Linked DNA regions of Gasterosteus aculeatus: region 1 is linked to region 2. A link is a contact called in public Hi-C data. All regions are on one chromosome and are shown on one strand. Each heading gives the region's core, a stretch centred on a gene start, on an enhancer-like site or on the middle of the called end of the contact. The rest is flanking DNA. Distances are from core to core; before and after follow the strand shown. Region 1 overlaps tle2a (TLE family member 2, transcriptional corepressor a). Region 2 holds the start of tle5 (TLE family member 5, transcriptional modulator).

Region 1 (4,715 bases), core at 846-3,345, 100 kb after region 2:
CCGCTCATTGTGCAGAGTGCTACAATCTGATTATTACTTCAGCTTGGTCACGTCTTTGCCTGCTCGTCGTGTAATACGGTTCGTTTTATAAAAAAGGACGATGGTGCACCACATAATACGTCACAATATCATTCATGGAACAGATTGCATTTAAGTAAGAGCGTTTCGTGAAATACAAAAACTGAGTAATAGCAGTTGGAAAATGATATTGCTGTGAGAAGAAGATTTACTTGGGTGTCATGTCAAACATTTGGGGGATCCAACAGGGATTAAAGTGACCACTATTTTAAAGGAATTGCCCGGTTTCACCTCTACAAACCATGTGGAGAAGCAAAAGCAGAAAAATCCTTATCCAAACTTAATATAAAGAATATTAAATATTGGAGAGAGCTGTGCTTTTCAGACATAATTCTCTGTACCACACCACACTTTCTATTATTGGAAAAAGCTGAAATTTTGTAAAAACTGTATTTGTACAGCTTTATTGTGTTATTAAACCGCTTTCAAGAAAGACTCACAAAAATAAATGACAAGCTAAATCCCCCACATTGCCGTCCCTCTCTGCTCTCGTCGCACTTTCCCTCTCTTGTAATTCAAACATGTTTCTCACGGCGTGCACTGGTCCAAAGTCTCCACCCCCGCTCACCTGACCAGCGTCTGGTTGTGAAGGTCCCAGACCACGATGTTGCCGTCGCTGCAGCAGGAGAAGCAGACTTTGTTGTCGGGGGAGATGGCCAGAGCGTAGCAGGCGGGAGCGGACGACGTCAGCTCCGCCTTGATGCGGGGAGTGGGCGTGGCCAAATCCCAGATGGACAGCGTGCTGGCCTCCCCGCCGACGATCAAGGTCCGTCCGTCCGAGAGCAGCTTGCAGGAGCGGATGTAGTTGTCCCGGTTCTGTTTGGACAGCGTGAAAATGACAACTTCAAAACAGCGATACATTGCATGCTGTGGTACTTTGCAGTTCATGACGCGGGTACACGGAGGTAAAAGTTATCACAGCGATAAATAAACACGCCGGAGGATTTAGGACAACGACACAAAAGGTGATCCGTCATCTGTCAAGTGATGTCACGCCTCTCTTTTGGTGGTAAAGTAACATCGTTGGACCACAAGATGGAAAACACACTTTAAAAGTGAGTGTGCAAACATCTGGGCTTCGTCCCTCACGTCTCACCAGACAGTCCAGCTGGGCCATGGGGCTCTTGCTTCCTGGCTGGCTGATGTCCCACACCTTGACGCAGCCCTTGCCCCCGGTGTAGACGTGGCGCGTGGAGGTGCTGATGGTGACGGCACAGACCACCTCGCCGTGGCTCAGGGTGTGGATCTGGCGGGCGTGGCGAGGGATGCCCGGGCCCAGCAGGGCGTCGGGGGGAAAGGGCACCGGCTGCATCTGGCCGTCGGCGCTCACGTGGAACGAGTAGGCGCTGCAGGGAAGGAAGAGGGACAGAAAAGGATGAATTACCGATAACTGATAACGTCAGCTCGGAAAATATCATGTTACTTTGTTTACATTTCTGCTGCAGATGCAAGAAAAAAAAATAAGAAAACTCGCCAAGTCCTCTGGGGTTGAATACGTTTTGTGCTAGTAGAGATACTTTCAAGCCAAACACCTTCTTAGCAAAGTCATTTCTCCCTTTTCTTCATCATTTTGTTCTTCCGGTGTGGTGGTTGAATGTGAGCACAACCAGAGTGCAGTGAAAAGTTACCAGAGGAAGATTTGAGTGATGGCAGGAGAGGAGGAAGAGGAGGAAACTCACGGTTTTCCGGAGGAGGCTGACTGCAGGCTGGCAGGCAGCCCGGGGACCCTCATGTGTGGGTGTGGGGACTCATAGCCCACCTGGAGGAGTGAGCAATGAGGAGGCAAGAGGAAAGACAATATCAGATGAGGGCTCAAAATGAAATGAGATCATATGAAAGCAAAGAGGCTTTTCAAAAGCTGAAGGTCATATATTAACAATAAATGACAATGAAGCTGTTACCCCTCTATACACACACACACACACACACACGACGGATAATCTGCAGAGTGTCTAGCTCACCACAGGAGACCGGCCGTAGCCGGCGGCAGCTGCTGCAGCCGCCACTGCGGCTCCGTTCATCTGGGGGGAGACTAAGTGGAGACCTGCGCCGTAACCCGCCGCCCCGGCCAGGTCCCCGTTGACCCCTGGAGGCAGGCCGAAAGCCCCCGGCGGATACGCTCCCTGCACCGCCAGGGGGTTTCTCAGACCCAGAGCTGGAGGGAGAGACCAGAGGGAGTCGGTTTATTGTGAACACGTCATTGATCGGCGAGACGGGACTGTCAGTCATTTCAGGAGGTGCATCAGCTCCGCGTCTTTTTGCGGCGACTCCCTCCGCGGGTGGGGTGGGGGGGGGGGCTCACTGTCAGAGACGGTGATGAGTGACGGGTTGTGAACACGCCTGCCATACAAAAAAAAGCAGGACGCCATCGCCAGACGTAGCACTAGACCACTACTGCCCCCTGCTGGTTATCAGGCCGTCCTGCTGCGAGCCAACGTGTAAATGTATAAACAAACATCCTCCAGCAGCGCTGCGTGTAACTGCATCTACAAGCCTGTACATATGCATGCGTGATGATGTGTGTGTGTGTGTGTGTGAGCGAGAAAAAAGAGAAACTGAGGAATAGATTGAGGCTCATTACAAAGCAGCTCACCGTCACAGTCCATCACCTCCCCTTATCTTTCCATAAAAAAGTAAGAGGGGCTGAATATTTTTTCCCACAGCTGCTTATTAAGTCCAGATGGTGGTGGTGGTGGTGGTGCGGGGGGGCGTGTCTGACACTGATACCAACTAGTGCGGCCCAACGCTGACAGCATCACTACGTGTAACAAAGCAGGTGCAGGCTACGAAGCCCGTTTCTGCAGTGGCCGATTCATGTTTCTGATCGGAGCTTTAAGCGGCGAACTTCCGCGTCCCTCATTGGAGACATTTGTCTTTTGGGTCTGCTGACATTCTCCAGAGATTTAGACAAGTTTCCTTCCCGGATTCGTTGGGGGATAAGAGCAAGCTCATGGGACGTTCTTACCGAGGGGGTCCACACCGGGCTTGCCGGGGACGGGTCTGAACTGCGGAGGTCCGCTGGGTCCCGGGGTGCTGGAGTCTTGAGACATGGGGGTCCCTGGCTTCATACCCGGAGTGCTGGACTTCTCCCTCTGGGAGGGCGGATAAACGTGTTCATGTGACACCAATAAAATACAAATCATGGCAAATGTGTATTCTTTAGGTCGTGGCGTGGTCGACTGAACGCGGAGGCGTGTTGGTCTACCTGCGGGGGCTCTTTGCCACGAGATGGGGAGGGCGCGCTGCTCGAGGAGGCGAGGGAGGCGGGGCTTGCTTGAGGGGGGGCCTCCTTACGGGAGGGGGGCATCTTGTCCAGGCCGTTCTCCCTGGACGAGTAGGACTGCACACTGCGGGGGGACGACGGATCCTGAATACAAAATGAAATAAAAATAAGAAGTATAAGGAGAGTTATTCATTAATTCCATTTTTTAGTGCTGAAGGCTGCAGACAACAACTTGTCGCGCTCTTTCTTGGGGGCATTTACTCTTTTGTTAGCTTGTTTTAATGTACGATTGGTTCAAGTCACTTATTACAATATTCAGGTGTCTATGAATATTTGATTTATTAATTTATTTACTCTTCTCGTTCTTGTCAAAAACACTTTCCAATAAGCTGCAAACATAAATCTGATCATGCTATATAAAAGAAATATATTGCACACTAAAAACAACTTAGGAGAAACCACATTTCTTTCAGCATTACAAGATTCGTAACGTTAACTCACAGCAGCTCTAAAACAGACTTGAAAACTGTGAATTTATCCATTATTGTGTAACTGCATGTGCCAACGTTGTTCTTCAGTGAATGACTCTCTGGCACCAAATGAGAAGCACCCAAGAATGTAAAAGTTCTCAGGAGGTGAATGTATTCTCACCTACCGTCACCTCATGAACAATGTGCGCTTCATATATAGAACAAATACGGAAGAAAACTTGCTTTCCATCGTCGTTTACTAAACTGATAACTGTACATAAGTGCAGCAGGCATTGCAGTCACGTGTGCGTTTGCATTTCTACTTTATGGTTGTGTTGTAAAACAAGGCAGGCAGAGGTGGAGCAGGACGTGGGTGGGGTGGGTGGTGGGTGGGGTGCTGTCGTTATTTTCATTATTCAGATGGTCCTGCTGGGTGTGTTTACATGATGTATGCAGATGAAAGCGGTGAAGTGAGGCCGCCGGCCTCCTACTAACCTCATCCACCACCAAATTATCATCACTCTTATCCGCATCGCTGCCCTGTGAGAGAAGAGAGAGGAGGGATCAGATATTCCTGCTCGGCCGTCGGATGTATGCAGATCACATGCAGGAAAACACGGCGCAAAGTCAAATGGAACCCATTTGAATAACTTTCATAAAAAGGTATTTTTATTGTTTTGACTTGTTAACGCGGCAGATGGAGGAGAACGGTACGTCGCGCCTGAACACGTTATCGCCCGAGACGGCCGGAAGATAACGGAACGGGCAGCGCGAAATGTCGTTGATTCATTCTAGATGTGCAACTTGGTAAAGGTGAAATCCTCTGAGGCACTTTGTTTTCTTAACGCTGCATAATGAGAATAGAATAACTTGGATGATTAATTCATCTCAAAACACAGTCCTCAACGCATTTGCTTTCCCACAAAACGAGAATGACGGTTCAG
Region 2 (4,546 bases), core at 2,011-4,510:
TGTGCTTCATGCAAAAAGGAAAATTGAACCAGACCAGCAAAGTGGTTGGATACAAACCGTTCATGGATGCTCTCATTTTTGAATAAGTTTTTGAATAAGTTTGGTATCTGTACCGTTCCCATATCGCGTCTCCTGGTAGTCTGTAATCGTTGGAATATTCCATTTTAAGCTGAACGCTGACAGGTGGCGATTTCTGTCCTCAATGTACTTCAGGTAAGTCGTTTTCATCACAAGGGCTACTAGCAGCTTCGGTAGGAATGACGCGCCTGGCTATCCAAACCAAACCATCCTTTTTTCCGGTCCATGAGTTCTATGCTGAACTTCTTGGCTTTAATATTTTCCACTGTGTGGTTATGCATATTTGGCTTATCTTCTCATGGGTAGCGTTCCCATGTTGGACTTTGGCATCGTTGGAGTGGGAAGGAGGGGAGTTCTCGGGACATTTTGACCTTGACATTTGACTTTTTTTTTTTTTTTTAATGCACATTCACAGAGCCGGAAGGGTCAGATTTGAACATCGGAGAGCGATTACAGATCCTGCCGTTCTCCCTCCTGTGTATCTTTTCTGAAAGGGTTTACAAATCCAGAGAAGCAGTGGGGATCTGCTGACATTTACTTTGCCTTGGTTTCATCCACATGCACCCATCGTCACTTCTTTAGTGTAAGCGTGTACATCGTGTTGATGAAGCGACTTGTGTGCATCCCGAGACGTGTATACTTATGCGCAGTGCCATCATTTTCCATGACTTGAGGCAACATGCCCCGTTGGTCCCCGCGAGGATCTGGTTATTTAGCGTGTCGGCCGTGGGTTAATCTTTGGTGCTTCGGTAGACATTTAAAGGCCTGTTTTTGTTTCTTTCCGAGTCAATCGTGCACGCTTCTCGCTTTAGAAATGAAGAGCTCATGTACCTTTTTGATGTGCGGATGAATAAACTAGCTGTCAAACTGTATGAAATTCTTGGAGAGAAATGTTGTGTTCTGGGATAACATGGTGTCTTTTTTTTTTTTTTCCCCCCCAACTATCCTCAGCTTGGCCTTCAGGAAGCTCACTCCATTCACACTTGACCCCCCCCCCCCTCCCTCAACAGTTTGTTATAATTGTAGATGAGCTAAATGGACTGCTATGAGCACGCTTGACTAAATGAAGGTGACCGGCGTTGGCGCCATGTTGTGCTCTTTAGGAAGAAAAAGGTTGTTGGATCAGGTTTCCCATTGCCGGCTCATTTTTGCGCTTCACCCCCTGTCCCGGTTTGCTCTTCGCCGCCCGCAGGAGACCGACGCCGGGAAACTCCCGTGGCTGCAGCACCAGTAATGAGAACCGGGTCGTTGTCTTTTCTTGAGGTTTTGCACTTAATTTTGCTTTGTTCCGCGTGGAATCCATTGTGGAGAGTGTTTGTACGAAACACTGCGCCAAACCAAATCAATCGGGCACAGACGAGCTATTAAATAATGAATTAATAATAATTTGTCATCTGACTCAAAGCTGTGGTAACCCCCCCCCCCCACAAAATGAAGCTAGTGTGTAAAGCCTCAGTATTAATGTATTTATTGAAACACTTCCCAAGTGAAGGTACTGAAATGGCCATTTTATAACATTTTGGTGGTTGTAATTGTGAGTGACGGAATGAATGAATATGCTGTGTGTTTACATGTCTGCCATTCTGACCACCCCCTCCTGCCTCCCCCCTTACTTGATTGGACTGTGTGTTCTCTCCCTGGGTCGAAGGCACTGAAACTGCACCACTGCGACGGGCCTGCATTCATGCAACTTGCGTGTCCGCTCAAGCGCACTTGTCGGTACTCTTTGAGGTGTGTGTGTGTGTGTGTGTGTGTGTACACTTTTAAAGGCTATTGCTTAACGCTTGAGATCCATTCTGATTCGAGGGATGGACATACAGTGATATTAAAGGCTCTTTGCATAGTTTCTTTTGTAAGGTTGACACACCTTTTACGCGTGTATTTAGGACCACTTGAGATGACACTTTTTTTAAGGAGTTCAAACAAACTTTGTGTAGTGGTGTACAAATTGAAAGTAATGTATTTTTGTTTTGATTCTTTTTTTTTTCTTTTTTAAGTATACCAAATGTAAATTATGTACAATGAGTGTGCCAATCCCCTTTCTTTGTAAAGCCAGACTCTTAACAAGTGCCAATGTTGTGAAAAATCAGAGGGCCTGTGAATTTCAAGGTCCAGTTTTTAAAAGAAATAAACACTTAAGTATGTGATTTAATTAACTAGTAAAAAGGACAATTGTATTCTATATTTAAGATTATTGATGAACTGCTGTTTTTGAAGATAAATGTCATTTTAATTGCATGTGTTTGTCAGGTTGGGGAGGGGTGGTGAGATACTGTATTCATGCAACGCCCTCACGAAAAGGGTCCTAATGGTTATTGATTTACAGTATTTTGGCCATATTTCTTTTGTATGTTTCATTTCAACCACTGTTGCCTGAACCTCATTCAAACATGAAATGATTTTCATAGCCTTCTCCTTTTAAATGTTTTAAATTGGAATAAAATATGTTCCTATACTCTCTTATTGCGTCCTTGTACATTTCCTTTGGGCTGAGATTGATTTGAAGGCCCATAAATTGATTGTATGTTACTCAACTGCCACGATTTTTCAGGCCACTAGTGATTTGAAATCTGACTGTTTTCCTAATTTCCAGAACGCTTTTTTTCATTTTTACTTCAATGTTTATATGAAGACCATTAACATAACTTAGACCAAATAAAACCCAAGATCGGCTCTATGAACAGCTTCATAGTTTTTAGCATTAAAGTCAGTGGCAACATTTAAATGGGGGGAAGGGGGAACCTCTCTGAAGTAAAATAACCTGTATTTTTTATTAAATTTACTGAAATATGCACAACTTCTGATTTGATTCCATTTAGCAGCAATGGTCTAAAACTGCAAACACTAGCTGCTTGTACATTAATGTGAACATTGCTTAATAAACAAAGTTAGACAATTAGCTAAAATTAAATATCTATATTCTTTATATGAATAGAATATTCATGCAATGTGCCACCCACCTGTCCCACGATATTCATATAATGTAATTTAGTAGTGACTTTAGTGTCGTTGGTATTCGGCCGTGCGGTGACCGTCCCGCGCGGGGCGCTGTCTGCCCAGACATCCGTTGGGCCGGCGGGTGTAGATCCGCTGCGTTGTAGATCATTGCCCGCGCCGCTCTCTTCTAGCCGCCGCGGTTCTGTGTGGGGGCGTTTCGGTTTCTACCAACCCTCCAGCTTCAGGGGGGCGCGCGGACTGACTTTCCAGCTCCGCCGCCGCCGCTGCCGAATCTTCACGGTTCCCCCCCCCCCCTGGACCCCCTCCCGACTCGTCGGATAAAACGTTTAGAGTTGAACCCCCCCAAAAATAGCTCGTGTTTCAGGTTGAATATTAAACAGCCGGAGCGCAGATTGTTTCCTTTTCACTCGATCGACTCATTTGCGTCGGTCGGACGGCGCGAAGGGGGGTTTCAACTTAAAAAAAAAAAAAAACGAACCCGCAGACATTTTGTTATTTCTGAGAATTTTGCGTTTTTTTATTTAAATAATTGTCCTACTTTTTTCCCTCCATCCGCGTAATCGCGACTGGTTAAAAGCGAGCGAACGGACCGCTTTAAAAGGACAACCACAAAAAAAGCGTAGGAGGAAACCATTACACCCCCCTCTCCCTCGCCTCCCTCCCTCCTCCCCCCCCTCCGCTCACCAGCTAAATCCAAACACCGCGGTGTGCATAACGTTCGTAATTTACATGCGTTGAGCTCGCGCGTTGCCCGGTGCGTAGAGGCGGAAGGCTCGATGGATCATTTTGACTGACAGCCTCTGAAGAGTCAGCTAGCTTTAGCCAGCGAGGAAGCAGCGCTGCCGGGTTGCTTCTTTTTTTCCTTCTTCTTCTTCTTCCTCTGTTCGCAGACACGGAAAAATACGGGTTCGGGACGGGTACCGCTACGTGACACTGACTCTGTCACAGCGAAAAAGACGTCAAAGTATCGCTTGTATTTGGGTTAATTGTTTGTTTGTTTTTAGTGTGGGGGGCTCGGGAGGGGGTTGCTAGCTACCGTTAGCTAGTCGTTCTGCTAACGCCGGACGGCTCCTGTATGCGGCGGGGCTAGCTCTGGACAAAGGACCAACGCGAGGAAAATTATAAACACGGAGCACTTAGTTGATCGTGTTCAGGAAGGAAATCAACACACCAGGAATTGACATGATGTTTCCACAATCAAGACACTCAGTAAGTGGTTTTTAATTCGACGTTTCTTTTCTCCATAATGTGGGTACTTGTCCTGCCGTAACCGCACACCGATCTACCCACGGTAACTAGGTACGGATATTAAGCTTGTTGACATTATGTTAATTAATCGGAGGTTTTATATTATATATTTTTTTATTTTTTTGGGACAATAGTCACGTTGTTCTACAACTGCGTTGTTTTAGTTCTGGTAAGTTGTGCGGAATATGTGTGGTTGGGGATTACAAAGACACCGATGCATTTTCTTTTATTTAAACCGTTAAACTTTTTTTCCCGGCGATGG

What was found. Hi-C and Micro-C count contacts between places; a contact is called where the count stands out from the background.
Region 1: a Hi-C map of skeletal muscle shows a contact between it and region 2, with 6 times the contacts expected there. The contact joins the enhancer-like site here to the promoter of tle5 in region 2. A contact is called at or near these places in 2 of 6 Hi-C or Micro-C datasets (both in skeletal muscle).

What each region holds. Positions count from the first base shown.
Region 1 is chr8:17,791,581-17,796,295 of fGasAcu3.hap1.1, forward strand. tle2a (TLE family member 2, transcriptional corepressor a) reads right to left here. Exons shown (of 20, transcript XM_078108496.1): 10 at 4,267-4,311; 11 at 3,284-3,445; 12 at 3,044-3,170; 13 at 2,040-2,233; 14 at 1,758-1,837; 15 at 1,175-1,424; 16 at 647-894. Among protein-coding and RNA genes, the nearest start is that of tle2a, 25 kb to the right of the region's middle. Within about 2 kb of position 2,096, at least 2 of the 9 cell types and tissues checked have open chromatin away from gene starts, as enhancers often do.
Region 2 is chr8:17,685,540-17,690,085 of fGasAcu3.hap1.1, forward strand. tle5 (TLE family member 5, transcriptional modulator) reads left to right here and starts at 3,261. Exons shown (of 7, transcript XM_040184138.2): 1 at 3,261-4,245. The coding sequence starts at 4,219. LOC120823903 (guanine nucleotide-binding protein G(q) subunit alpha) reads left to right here. Exons shown (of 7, transcript XM_040184369.2): 7 at 1-2,538.